2 separate regions of the Oryctolagus cuniculus genome follow, and region 2 is linked to region 1. The links are chromatin contacts, called in public Hi-C maps. All regions are on one chromosome and are shown on one strand. The core of a region is the stretch at or near the end of the contact, and the rest is flanking DNA. Distances in the headings are between cores, read along the strand shown. Region 1 has its middle 120 kb from the start of IRF2BP2. Region 2 overlaps LOC103350930 (a long non-coding RNA gene).

Region 1 (6,871 bases), core at 1,358-3,857:
GAAATGGAAGATCACAGGAGAACTTGAGCAGGTTACCTGTTTGCAAATGCAATTCCCACTTTAGCTCTCTGTTGCTGGAAATGCGTTTACCATCCCCCGCCCCCACACCATACAGATCTGTTTTTTGCTTTCTCTTGGTTTCTCAGGAAAGAAAAATCCCCCAGGATCTTCCTTTTCTGTCTGCCTGACAAGCCTATTAGGGAACCGACATTAATGTGTAAGTGAGGGTAATGGGTTTTCTGCTGTGCCATTCATGCTACATCAAACTCATGGGTCCCGAGGAAGGAGGAGCCTTGAGGGGACCCAAGTTCATGTCTGCATGGCCGGGTGACCCACCACACAGCAGGGGGAGGCAGATGCCGGCTGCCCAGCTGCTCCTCCTCCAGGGCCAGCCTCCCACCGCAACCACCGCATCCTTCTCCCCTGCAGACGGTGGGGAGAAAGCTGGGACTCTGAAAACCATTTAGGAGGTGGGAAAGGCAGGCCCAGACATACTGGCCAGAGGTTGGTTTTGCAGACCACGCCTGGGGAAACGGGAGTCTGTAGGGTTTCAGAGGCTCAGACACCCTCCCTGCGACGCTCGGTCTGCAAAGGAGCCCACCCGACTCAGCGCTGCTCCCAGAGTCTCCCGTGGGCGGTCCCTGTCACAGCGAGTCAGCTCAGAAGCCGGCTGTGGCTTGGCCAGGCCCTGAGATGGACACGAGCTCCCTCCTCACCGCGGGTGGTGCTCTGCTTTGTCTCTGGGTGAGCTCTCCTGGCCTCTGGTTACGGAAAGAGGACAGCAACAACCTCACGGTGCTGCCCCCAACCCAAGCCTCCCTTTCCTGTCCTCCTTCTCAAGAAGTGCAAGTTTGTCTTCTAAGCAGTTCCACCCAGAGACAGGCTTTTATCGTTGCTGTCTGGTCTCCGGCTCCCCCTGCCCCTGGCTTCTGCCTGCCTCCCCGACCCCAAGCGCATGGGACCTGTTCGCATTGGAAGTGGTGCAGCTCTCCATCACGGCTAGGTCCTCCGCGTGGAGGGTCAGCTAAGGTGTCTGGGGGTCCCGGGGAGGCAGGGACGTGCACGGATTGCACGCGGCAGGGGTGGGTGTGGGTAACTACTCTGCTTTGCAGCATGCATCAAAGAGATCAATCCCGGCTGCGCCCCGCTGCGCGTCCCTGTTTGATTTCACTTAGTAAGGAAGCAACTCCTTGCTAAGAATATGTCCCGAGAAAGTAGCGCAGGCCTGTGTGGCAGGCTGGGGGAGCTGGCGGAGGGACTCCGGGGAGCTCTCTGGCCGACTTGCCAACTTTCCCCTCCGCGACCTTGAGCCATTTCCCTCCGAGAGGCAAAGAGGCCCCTTCAGAGGACTGGCCAGGGCCCATGTGAAGCGAACCCCTAGCCAGCGGGTTTGACAGGAAGGTGGCCACAGGCCCTGTGAAAGCAGCCCCTGCCTATGCCTGGCCGTTGTGTGTAACACAAGCGTCCAGGAGACGGCCGAGTCTGCCTGCTGCAGCACTTTCTAGAATCAGAGGAGGCCCTTCTGGGAACTCTGCTGAACGGGAGGGTGAGGAGTATCTGATGTTGCGGTGGGGGAACGCTGACGAAGGAGGCTCCACTTCTGAGTAGTAACCTTTGCCTCGGACCCCCGCCAACCTTCCGCTTGGAGCTGTGCCTCCGTCACGACTTGTCACCTCCCGGGAGATGTTCCACTTTCCAAGCAGGTGAAAAATGAACCCGGTTAAAAATAGGAGACTGGGCTCTTCGCAGAGTCCCCTTGTAAAGAGACACTACAGAGGGTGTCTCCCAATGGGCAAAAGGAAGGCCCCTGCCCCCTGGCTTCCTTCAGCCTCCCTTGGCACCCGGAACCACCGCACGGCCTGGAACCCAAGACCAGCACCCCGCTGTGCTCCGGCAGCAGGCAGAGCCTGGGCAGCTTCACCCTGGCCGCCAGGGGCCACCGTGTCCGTCCCCGTGCCCTTCCGGCCCGTTCTCCTCCCTTTAAGGCGCTATGAACCCGGCTTGCTTTCTGGAGCCTTCTCCAACCGTGGACACGTTCCCAGTGGAAATCATGACATTTTCCGTTTCACATTACGCACTCCACAATGCCTCAGGAAGAAAGAGGGAGAAGGAAAACAAGGCCTGGGAGCCAGCCTCTCGCCGCCGGCGCAGCCAGGGCCGGGCTACGCTGGGCCGCGCTCTGTTGATCCCTGAGCTGGGCAGCTAGCGCATCCGCCCGCCCGCCCGCCCGCCGGCCCCGGCTGCGCAGCCGGGACCCCACGCCCAGGTTAACTGCTCTTCTCTCTGCTCATGTGGCACATCTGGAGAAAGGCGTGCCTCTCTCCACTTTGTTGTGTTTTTTTTTTTTTTTTTTAAACTTTACTTTCGACTGCCATGGTAACGGCTGCATGTTTGGCAAAGGGAAAGAGGAAAAAAAAAAAAAAGCTCAGAGAGAAGAAAAGGAGCTCTCAGCGCGGGGCTGGCGGCCGGCCAGGGTAATCATGCCGCAGAGCTGAAATGAGGCCTCTGGCCGGCAGCCAAGTTACAAAGAACAAAGCTGTCAGTTCCCAATGTTGGCGGCAAAGCTTGTTTGGCACCCTTATATGGTTTCCCAGAACTCCCTGCCTTGGCCGCCGTCCATTCCCTTCAGGGCAGCAAACAGGATTAGCACAGCTCCCAGTTGTTTTTCTTCTCTCTCCTCCGACTGTTCCAATGACATCATCCTGCTGCATTCAGTTGCCAGCAGGGTGGGTTTCTCTCTCCTTCCCTCCCTCCATGTCCTCTCTCTCTCTCTCCTTCACACACACACACACACACACACACACACACCTCCACACCCACTCACTTCCTGTAGCCGCCCCCTCGACTCTGACTTTCTTTAAATGCAATGTTTTAGGTCATTCTTCTCGTCCAGCTTCTCCACAAAATTAAAAACACCCCGGTGCTTGCACATTTAGCTGAATCAAGCCAGACGCTGTATTTTATTTTTATAACTGAATTCCTGTGAGATAAAAATCTCATTTTCCTTCGGAGGCGGTAATCAGCACTCGTAGGGATGTGGTTTCCAACTGCCCCATCTCGTGCTTCCTTATGAAGCTCCGCTGAGAAATGAACTTGGCTCCCGTTCAGGTTTAAAGGGCCCGCGGCCTCTCTCTCTCTCTCTCTCACACACACACACACACACACACACACACACACGTCACATAGGATATGCACACAGAGACCATTATCCATGCACCCACACGGGTACACACCCAGGCCACATAGCATATGCACAGTCTATTGTCTGTGCACGCATGCCCTTAACCAGGGACATGCCCACAGCTGCAAACACAAAAGGCATAAAGATACCCACTGCGACACACAGACACACAATCAGGACGCAGTGCCACTCTGTCCCTTTCCAGAAGGGAAAGAGGTGAATAAGGAGAAGCCAAAAGCTGCTTCCGAAAAGACTGGTTTAAACTAGCAGGCAGGCGAGTGTTATGCAACTCATGGCTGGGTTCATGAAAGGAATCGAGGTTTGCCGACTGCACAAATGTTCCCCCGCCCCCGCTCCAAGCCCCCCCCCCCCCACTCTGATTCATGAACTAGTTTTCAGATTCATGAATCACTCGGGAGCCAGCAAGAGAAAAATGAGTAGTATTGATCTCATTTCAATTGAAATGGGCTCATTAGGGCCACAGTGGCCGGGGGCAGCTTCCACCATCGCCAGCATCTGGGGGTCTGGCGGCAGGTGCTCCACCTGCAGGTGGGGTGGCAATCCTTATGCGAAGCCTCTCTCTGCAGAGGGTGCCCTTCTGCTTATTGAATGGGCACCATCCACTCTCCTGGGACAAGAACACTGTCCTCATTGGCTGCTTCAGCTGTCCTCTTAGCATTCTCCATTCGCTTGTTTATTTTTCACTTCTCATGGAGTCTTTCAAGGGACATCTTGGTACAAATGCTTATTGGATTTCCGATGGCGTCTCAAGGACTTATGTGAAGGAGAAATGCACCTTCGGAGTCAACTAGGATGTCTTGGCGTTGGTTTAAGGCAAGCAGGTGACTGTTCATTTTTCTTACTCTTTGCAGCCTCTTCAACCAAGGCCAGGGGTGTGGAAGATGCAAACCCCCTAGATTTGGGGGAATCTGATTTACATAAAGTAGGGTTATCTGGGGCCGGCACTGTGGCACAGTAGGTTAATTCTCCACCTGCAGCACCAGCATCCCATATAGGCCCTGGTTCTAGTCCTGGCTGTTCCTCCTCTGATCCAGCTCTCTGCTATGGCCTGGGAAAGCAGTGGAAGATGTCCTAAGTCCTTGGGCTCCTGCACCCATGTGGAGGACCTGGAGGAAGCTCCTGGCTCCTGGCTTTGGTTCGGCACAGCTCAGGCTGTTGCCACCACCTAGGGAGTGAACCAGCAGATGGAATATCTTTCTCTCTGTCTCTCCCTCTCACTCTCTGTAACTCCATCTCCCAAGTAAAGAAATAAAATCTTTAAAAAAAAATAAAAATAAAGTAGGATTACCTGCCAGCTGGATGATTGCCTTCATACAGACAGATAGGATTCTGGGAGTTTCTGAAGCCATTCTTTTCCTTCCCCCTTTTACAGGTCATCAAGGAAGCAGAAACTGTGCCCAGGGCCAGAGGCATGGTGGAGAGAGCAGCCTTAGGTCCCTGGGCAGGTTTAGGGGCTGCCCACTAAGACTCTTCTCTCTCCAGCTGCCCTTCTCTCCCCCCAGGCCATCCCACCGCAGACCTGTGAGTCAGATTCATCCTCTGGGCCTTCTCCTAACACCCTCAGGGCTCTCACGTGTAAGGGGAGCATCCTGGGCCGCCAGCCTTGATCTGCAGCTCCATAGTGGGTTTTGTGTGATTCCTCCTTCCAGTGTCCCCTTCCACCCTCACTCTCACCCTCCCAGACCTAATGGACTGGACACATGCTTTTCAGAAAACCCACAAGCGTTGGCAAGCAGCATCAGAAAAGAATTCCATCCTAATCTACATAATTTTGGATCCAAGAGTTTAGAAATGAGATTCTTATCCATTTGCTTCAGATACACCGCCGCGCCGTTAGATGCGTTTCACTTGGCAGGGATCTCGTGGTGTGACCGCCCTCCCTTTTACTCCTGCAGTACCCAGAGAAACCCAGAGCAGCGTAAAGAAGAAAGATGTGTGTGTGTGTGTGTGTGTGTGTGCGTGTGTGTGAATTTCAATTGGCGATTGGTTCAGAGGTGCGGAGAGCTGTTTTGCCTTCCATGAGGTCTTTGTGAAGGTGCCGTTCACCTCTGAGCGGCCCAAGCATTATTGGGTTGAATCTGCTGTCAACCTGAGCTCTGGGCCCCGGGGGTCTCCAAACCGCTCCCACAAATTTGTTGCTGGCCTGAGAACAAGTGGGGAGAACGGGTTGGCTCGCGTTTTGCATGAACTCTTTCTGAGTTTTGTCCGCTGCAGCCTCCCATTGTGTGAGCAGCCCGAATGGCTAGGAGAGCTTTATGTAACACCCACCCACCCACCGGGCCCGGCTCCTCGGAGCTGCAAGTGTTGTTTCCAGAGTTCCCCACAGACCTGGCAGCACATCAAACCTCTGTTTCATAACAGACTAGAAATAGGATTTTCTAATAACATTCCGAGGACTGGACTTATCACGCAGGGATCTGAACTTTTATGAATTGTTAATGGTTAACTAAACAAAGACCCCCGCGACGCCCAATCTGCCATCTATCTCCGGGGTCAGGATGGGAAGGGAAGTCGGAAGAATGTGGTTTCTACATCCCTGATCTGTTGGGTAGTGACCCAAGGCCCTTTTCAAAGAATTTGCTAAATAATCTGAAACATATTGAGGATCTTACTCATGCTTTTAAAAAAAGAAAAGGGAAAAACTACCTTCCTCCTGTGTCCTCCTTCATTCATAGAGAATGCGGTTTCCTTTTCTTTGGTTGTCAGCCATGCTGACAGTTACAGGGTTAACCCTTGGCTTTCCACTGGGAGAAGGCAGCTTTGCACAGGACACACGTCGCTTTGAGGGACCCAAGGGTCCTGGTGCAACAGACAGGCCACACTGCAGAAGCACTGGGTTGGTGGGACAATCACAGGGAGAAGGGAGCATTGGGTTGCCTCCTCTTCCTCCCTCATACCCACATGCCCCTCCCAGCCGTCCACCCTGCCTCATCCAGTCCTCATTTAGATTATGACAGGCTTGGAAGTTCCCTCCAAAAGGCCATTTGCAGCCTTTTTAGGTGTCGCTTGGGAAACTTCTTCCTGGGGTTCCAATCGCAAGTCCTTTTGTTCCATTTTGTCACATTGTCCCTGTTGGCATGGCCGTGGTTTCCTTCCCAGTTCTGCTTGGCCCGTGGTTATGGGGCCCCTCTATGGGCAGTTGGCACTGCTTCAGAACCAAAGAAGCCTTTGCCTCTCACCATCAAGGCGGGAGAGCACCAGCAAAGAAAGCCACAGCGTGTCTGTTGAGGGCGAGGACTCGGTGTGGGCAAGCGTTGCCTTGGGGAGAACCCACGTTGACCGCATCCCAGCCATCGCAAGCTGCCTTCACCACTCCCACCTGCCCTGAGCGTGTTCTCTGGGCTCACCTGAGCAACCCAGGAGGCACCTCAGCTCCCTGACCAGGACCTGAGCTCCAGCCCAGCCAGACCTGTGCCGCCCCTGCTCTTAATTGCACAGCATCCTTGATTCAAACCAAATTATCATCCTTCTCTCCCCACTCTCCTCAAAAGATTCTGCTTTGCAAATCACTTAAACCTTCTTGCATTGGCATATCAGCCCTCAGCTGTACCAACTAGAGCTTTCTAGGACAAATCTCGCTTGGTTATTTCTTCCACAGCCGTCCACAGAATTTCTCCGCTCTCACTGACATTTGCAATATCTTCCCATTTTGTTTCATCTACCTGCTGT
Region 2 (6,871 bases), core at 2,705-5,204, 160 kb before region 1:
GACATTCTAGTCTGTAAGATGGGAATCCTGACTCCTGCTTGGCAGAAGCATTATAAATATGGAGGGCAGTGGGGCCAATGCTGTGGTGTAGCAGGTGAATCAGCCCATATAGGAGCCAGTTCAAGTCCCGGCTGCTCCACTTCCTATCCAGCTCCCTGCTATGGCCTGGGAAAGCAGTGGAAGATGGCCCAAGTCCTTGGACCCCTGCATCCATGTGGGAGACCTGGAAGAAGCTCCTGACTCCTGGCTTCGATCAGCCCAGCTCTGGCCATTGCGGCCATTTGGGGAGTGAACCAGCAGATGGAAGTCCTCTCTCTCTCTCCTGCCTCTGTCTTTCAAATAAATAAATAAATCTTTCAACAAAAATTATGGAAGGCAGTGAAGTTTTTGGCATAAGGGAGGCATTCAGTGATAATATCCTTGTTATTTCTAGCAATGTTGTCAGGTGCCCCCCCCCCCCTTTTAAAAAAAAAGTTTTATTTATTTGAAAGGCAGAATGACAGAGAGAGAGAGAGAGAGGGAGAGCAAGAGATCTTCCATTCTCTGATTCACTTCCCGAATGCCAACAGCTGGGGCTGAGCTAGGCCAAAGTCAGGAGCCAGGAATCCCATCTGGGTCTCCCATGTGGGTAGCAGGAACTTTGAGCCATCATGGGCTGCCTCCCAAGTATATTAGCAGGAAGCTGGATTAGAAGCAGAGGTGGGACACCATCTCAAGCACTCAGATGCAGGGTGTGGGCCTTCCAAGCCACACCATGATTAGACCAGTGATACTCAAAGTGTGGTCCCTGAACCTTCCTTGTCAGCATCACCAGGAACTTGTTAGAGATGAAAATTCTCAGGCCACCCCAGACACCTGCTGGATCAGAAAGCCTGGAAGTGAGGCCCAGAAATCCATGTTTTCAAAAGCCCCTGGGGAATTCCAATGCAGGAAAGAGTTGTTGCAGAACCTCTGAAGTAGAAATAGTTTTTGGAAAAACCTCTTCTGTGGTATTTCTTTTGCCTGGGCTTGCTTCCTCACTCCTGGATGTCATTTGTGAAGAATTGCATACTGAAGGGCCCAGGAGGCCAGGGCAGATACTGTCAGCTGGGTTGGGTACCATTTATTCCCGTGGATGTGAGACAGAGGGCTCTGGGATCCCTCAAGTCCCACCCTTGACTGGTGCTTTCAATCAATGTTCCTTGGGCAGGCACTGCTCTTCTTCACTCACTGGGGAGCAGGCGTGTGTCACCCCTGCATGGATCTGTCTTCCTGCCACCTTACCATAGCTCCTTCCTCACACCTTGGCCTCACTCCCTCTAAGAGGACTGGCCAGAGCCTGGACGATGGCCATGAATGCGATTTTTCCAGGTATGCTGTGGGAACGGCTTCTGCCAATGGATACTGCCAATTGGCCAGACCAATGCTTTGCCTGAAGCATTGACTGCATTCTTAGTTCCATACAGTGGCTCCAATCTTTGGGGGAAACCCTATGCCTTGGTGCTGCCGTGTTCTGTGCAGAGTCTTCTGGAAGCTGTGCTAACTTCTTTCACATAGTTTGTTACCATCCTGTTCACTGAATTCTTGACTGGGGCCCAGCCAGGCAGCTCACACAAACAGCACCCCACATCTAGCCCTGTGACCAGCCATCATGTCCGAGTGCCTCCAAGGCCCAGTCATTCCCAAGGCGCTGCACAGTGCATGGAGCCTGGGAGCACAGAACACTTCAGACAGCTCCCCCGAGTTTTGCAAACATCCAGGTCCTTTGTGTCACAGCTGGGTGCCACTCCAGTGCGAGTTGCATGGTGTGAGCCCTCAATGCACTCCATCTCTTTTTGGAAATGGCGTGGTTTTGGAATGAGGCAGGTCTGGGTTTGAGTCTGGCTCTGCTGCTTTCTAGCTGTGTGAGCTGGGAAAAGTTACTTAACATCTCTTAGTCTCAGTTTCTGTCAACTGGAGATAAGACCCCTTGCAAAGCTCCTGGGAAGACTTCAAGGATGCCCTAGTAGGGTGCATGGCACACGGGAGGTGATCCATAGCTGTAGCTGTGGTTGTCTGGGGGGGTTTGTCTCTGGAAAGGGTATCAGGGAGAAAATCTGTCTCATGTATCATGTAACTTTGGAAGAACCATTTCAAGATTTTCATGGAGGAAAGATGAAAAGCTTTCAGAAGCAGAAGGCAGAGGCCCTTGGAGCAATGCTTGAGTTTCTTGTTTCATCATCCGTCACAAGGTACACTCTGAGTGACTCTCATAGGGTACTCCTTGCACAGCAGGTGAGGGCTGCCGTGCCCAGCAACTGTGCCCCCAGGGCCACGGCCAGCCTGCCAGCTCACTGCGGACCATCTCAAGACGCTGTGAGTGGGGCTGTGTGTTTTCACCAAGCTGTGGCTGGCTGAGCAGAGTTTGAAGAACTGGTTCTTGACTTCTCGCTGTGATCTCACAGTTCAGGTGGCTTTGAGCCCTGGGTGGTGGATATAGCTGGCTGGGTGAGAGGCCGGGGTGGGAACAATGTCTGCAGAGGACCCGGGACGGTCCAGGGGAGGGGACTCTGCACACAGAGATGTGCCACTGCAGCTCAGATGGAAGGCTGTTCAGGTGGGGGCCTGGCCGGGGGTGGGCCTGGGAGACACAGCAGTCCAGGGTGTCTACTGCTCGTGAGTAGACTCGGCAAATCAGGAACTTTGAAAGCAGGGTTAGTGGTTAGGTAAAATCAAATGAGCTAGTCTTAAATATCAAGCATAATAAGCTTGTAAAACCTCTTAGATTTTAAAAAAATGAAGATGTTAAGTTTACTTGTTTTTTTTTCTTTGTGTATTTCTTTTTCATTTTATGGTAGAGGGAGAAAGACAAACAGGAAGACATCTTCCATCCACTGGTTCACTCCCCAAATGCCTGCAAAGGCTGGGACTGGGCCAGGTGGGGGCCAGGAGCCCAGAACTCCATCCAGGTCCCCCGCACGGGTGTCAGAGACCGAACTCCATGAGCTTCACTAGCTGGCTCCCAGGGTGAACTAGCAGGATCCTAGCTTCAGAAGCAGAGCTGGGACTCGAACCCAGGCACTCAGATATGGGAGGTATGCAATCGGAGTGCTGGCCTAACACCCGGCCCTAGATTCTTTTCAGCAGGATGACTTTTTCTTAAAAAATTTTTTCTGAAAACACTTTTGGCATGATTTTTATTATGGTAAACTATACATAACTTAAAACATACACCTTGTAAGTGTGCAGCTTGGTGGCATGCAGCACACTGACATCGCTCCACAGCCATCGCCGCCAGCCATCTCCAGAGCCTTTTCATCTTCCCAAGCTGGGCCTCCACGCTCATTCAACACTGCCTCCCCTTCCTCCCTCCCCACAGCCCCTGGCAGCCGCTTCTCTTTCTATTGAAACTCTAGAAAAGACCCAAGAAGCCTTCTAGCAGAGCGTAGAAGGTGTTTCAAATAACCTCCTCCTTCAACGATACATTCAAGAAGGCTCTTTTCTTAATATAGGAACTTTGTTTGACCTCTCACATGTAGTCACACAACAAAGGCACGAACATATGCAGAAATATTTGGCCCCTCCGGAGTGATTGTACATGCCTTTATTTTGCCCTTGCTGAAAAGAGCAATATAATGTTTATAAAAGAACACTTGCAAAGAAGAAAGACTTGGACCAGACCCCCGTCTTCCTGAGTTGTTGACAGCTGTTATTCAGTGGAAACCTCAGTGGAAACAAAGAAATATTGCAGCATTGTTTTAACATGAACATTTGAAGTGGCTTCCTTCCAAAGCCTGGCTGATTTAGGTGCCTGGGAGCCGAGGCCAAAGCCTCCTGTACGCTCTTGATTTCTTCCCTCTAGCTCTTGTTGATGCAGCTGCAGAGCAGTCTGGCGAGCATCCTGGACCTGCGATCGCTTCCACTCTCTCGGAGTCAAATGTTTCTTGGTTGTGTCCCCGTGTCTTCCTGCCTTGTTGACTGCTCCATTTCCAGGGCTCCTGCTGCACCGCCGGAAAGCAAGCTTTTCCCTGTTGAGCAGAGTCACAGACTTTCTCAGAATCCCGAGCAGTGGCAGCCAATGTGGAGATTTCGATGGAAAAACCATTGAAACAGGAAGACAGGAGGATCGGACAGCCTCCTTCCCCTACCCCGGAAGGGTGGTACCTCCGCCTCACCGGCTTTTTTTTTTTTTCTTTTTAAAACTTTGTGGCAATACAAGCTCAACCTATTTTGGGCCCTGGATGCCGTTCCATAGCTCTGCCCACCCACCTCGTGCTGACTCACCCACCGTGTGCCCTGCTGAGTCATCTCATGTCTCTCCCCCCCCCCCCCACCCCCACCAGTAACACAGGGTTAATAGTGCCCGTTGTGGTGGCGAGACTCGAATGAGAAAACAAGTGAAAGTGACTTGAAAATCAGACAGCACTTTGCTAGTGTGGTGCGGTGGGCCTCTCTGAGCGGACCTGTCAGAGGGGGTTTGGGGCACAGGTCCCGGCGGTGTGCCAGAGGGGGTTAGGGGTGTGAGGGGGTGGCAATCCCCTCAGCCCTCTGGCTGCGAACTGCTTTCCCTATTCACCTTCTACAAAAAAATATTATCTTTCCCTAACAGGGCCGTGACAAATGACAAAAATGATTCGGGAGCACTATTCGGGAGGCGTGCAAGGGTGGGACTGATGGGCCCAGGTGAGAGCAGCTGAGGAGGGTCCTGGGCAGGGGGTTCCCACACACCCCCTCCATCCATCAGGCTCAGTGTCTGGACCGTCTTCCCTCAGCCCCCAGGCACCCGGTCCCTGCACTGGGAGTGCTCATTGCTATAGCTGGACTGTGTCTCCCCACAAAGTGCAAATGTTGGAAATTTGGTCCCCAAATTCAAATATTTTGATGGCATTTCTCGGTGGGGCCTTTGGGGGGTAATTAGGGTAATGAGGATTAGATGAGGTCGTCAGGGTGGGACCCCATAATAAGGTTAGTGGCTTTGTAAGTAGAAGGAGAAAGACCCAAGCTGGCGCCCTTGCTCTGTCTTGCCATGGGCTTTCTTCCACCATGTTAAAATGCAGCAGGAAGGCCCTTGCTTGGTGCTGGCGCCCTGCTCTCGGCTTTCCCAGTGTCCCCACCTGGAGGAAGCAGATTTCATCCAGTCTTAGGTAGAACAGCAGAAAGCAGATTCAGGTGAGCTGTCCTCCCTGTGGTCACAGCTCTCACAAGGGCAGGTGTCCACCTCAATTCCCATTGTCCCTTTCTACATAGTAGGTCCCTACTGAACAGGTGAAAACCGTACCACCTTTGTAGATCTCCAGTCTTTGAACATGTTTATAACTATTTCCTTCCTCAACATTCATTGAAGACTAAGTTTTGGAGAAAAAAATAGAAAAAAAATGAACCGTTGCTGCCTAGATTTCCAGAGTGTGGCCCAGGAACCGGCAGCGGGCAGGGGCTTCCCCTGGAAGCTTGTTAAGACAATGTGATTTCAGGTTCATCCCAGGTGGTCAGAGTCAGAACTCACCTTGCAGCAGCAACCCAGGAGGGGGGTCTCCTGCTGCAGCCCAAGAGGAACCTGGTTCAGGTGTGTGCAGGGCCCCTGCAGGTGAGGGAGGAGACACTCTGCCCTGGCTTCTCCTTTCAGATCTTGGAGGAGGAGAGCCTAAGGCTTCTCACCATGGAGGGAGAGTGCCAGCCAGCCGTGAAGCCCAGCATTTCCCATGGCTCAAGGGGCTGAGTTTTGCTAAGGGATCCAGGCAGGGGGGCTGACGCATAGCTCTGGCGGTAGCTGTGGGCGGCCCCATTGCACCTGCAGCCTCTAAGTCACGGCCTAGGGAGCAGGAGCCAGAGAAATGACAAAAACCACCTGCACTGGCTTTCTGGGAAAATTAGGGATCATCTCGCCGTGCAGGAACCCTGGCTGGCCAGCACTGCAGCCCCCTTTGTCCTTCCCAGGCGGTTTATGGTGTCTGGTATGTGGGGACGGCCCCAGAGAGCTAACCCTGGTCTTGATCAGACCCAGGTCATAGAGATGATTTCGGATCTTTCTAACTGATCCGCCCTGGTGTCTATAGCCCTCTTGGTCTTCCTCAGATCTAACTGAAATTTAATTCATTCCCTAGACCCAACTGAAATGTGCTTATCTGTTACCTTGTGACGACTCTTTCATTCTTTTCTTTCTTTCTTTTTTTTTAAAAAAGACATATTTATTTATTTGACAGAGTGACACAGAAATACATCTTCCATTTGTTGGTTCACTCCCCTAATAGCTGCAACAGTCAGGGTTGGGCCAGGTCGAAGCCAGGAGCCTAGAACTCCATCCAGGTCTCCCAAGTGGGTGGCAGGGACCCAAGCGCTTGGGCCATCTTCTGCTACTTTCCCAGGCATGTTAGCCTGGAGCTGGATCAGAAGTGCAACAGCTAGGACTCAAAACTGGTGCCCTGATATGGTATACTGCTGTCACAGGCGGCAGCTTAACCCCTCTGTGCTGCAATGCCCGCTTCTCGAGTTATTTTCTTGATCAATATTTGTTTTGTAGTGTTGTTGGAAGACTGCTGGGTTTCAGTCATGGCTCAGTCATCCATTCATTCAGAAATATTGACTGAGCACCTACTATATGCCAGGTGCTCCACTGGGCACTGAAGACATGGGGGTCAACCCTTGCCCTCGTTCTAGTGAGAGAGACAGGCAATGAACAGGAAATAACTCAGGCGTAGCATTTTTCTCATCAGCTGTCTGGCCCTGTGCTTGCATGACCTATCAGCATGTTGATTTCTTCAGATGGAAAGTGGCGGATCCTGGCAGTCTGCTCCTAAGAGGCTTGCTGTGAAGGTCAAACATATTAATACACACCGTGTACGATAATTCTCATGAAGGTACTCATGTGGTGGGAGCTTGCTGTTCCTGTGTGTCTCTCCTGTTATGTTCTCAGGTC

The links. Hi-C and Micro-C count contacts between places; a contact is called where the count stands out from the background.
Region 2: a Hi-C map of embryonic fibroblasts shows a contact between it and region 1, with 2.9 times the contacts expected there. The contact joins two enhancer-like sites. A contact is called at or near these places in 3 of 6 Hi-C or Micro-C datasets (embryonic fibroblasts, skin fibroblasts and an unstated tissue).

What each region holds. Positions count from the first base shown.
Region 1 is chr13:54,020,662-54,027,532 of mOryCun1.1, reverse strand. No RefSeq gene overlaps it. Among named protein-coding and RNA genes, the nearest start is that of IRF2BP2, 120 kb to the right of the region's middle. Within about 2 kb of position 2,607, at least 8 of the 8 cell types and tissues checked have an H3K27ac peak or open chromatin away from gene starts, as enhancers often do.
Region 2 is chr13:54,184,109-54,190,979 of mOryCun1.1, reverse strand. The region is part of intron 2 of LOC103350930 (a long non-coding RNA gene); the gene reads left to right. Among named protein-coding and RNA genes, the nearest start is that of TOMM20, 210 kb to the left of the region's middle. Within about 2 kb of position 3,954, at least 2 of the 8 cell types and tissues checked have an H3K27ac peak or open chromatin away from gene starts, as enhancers often do.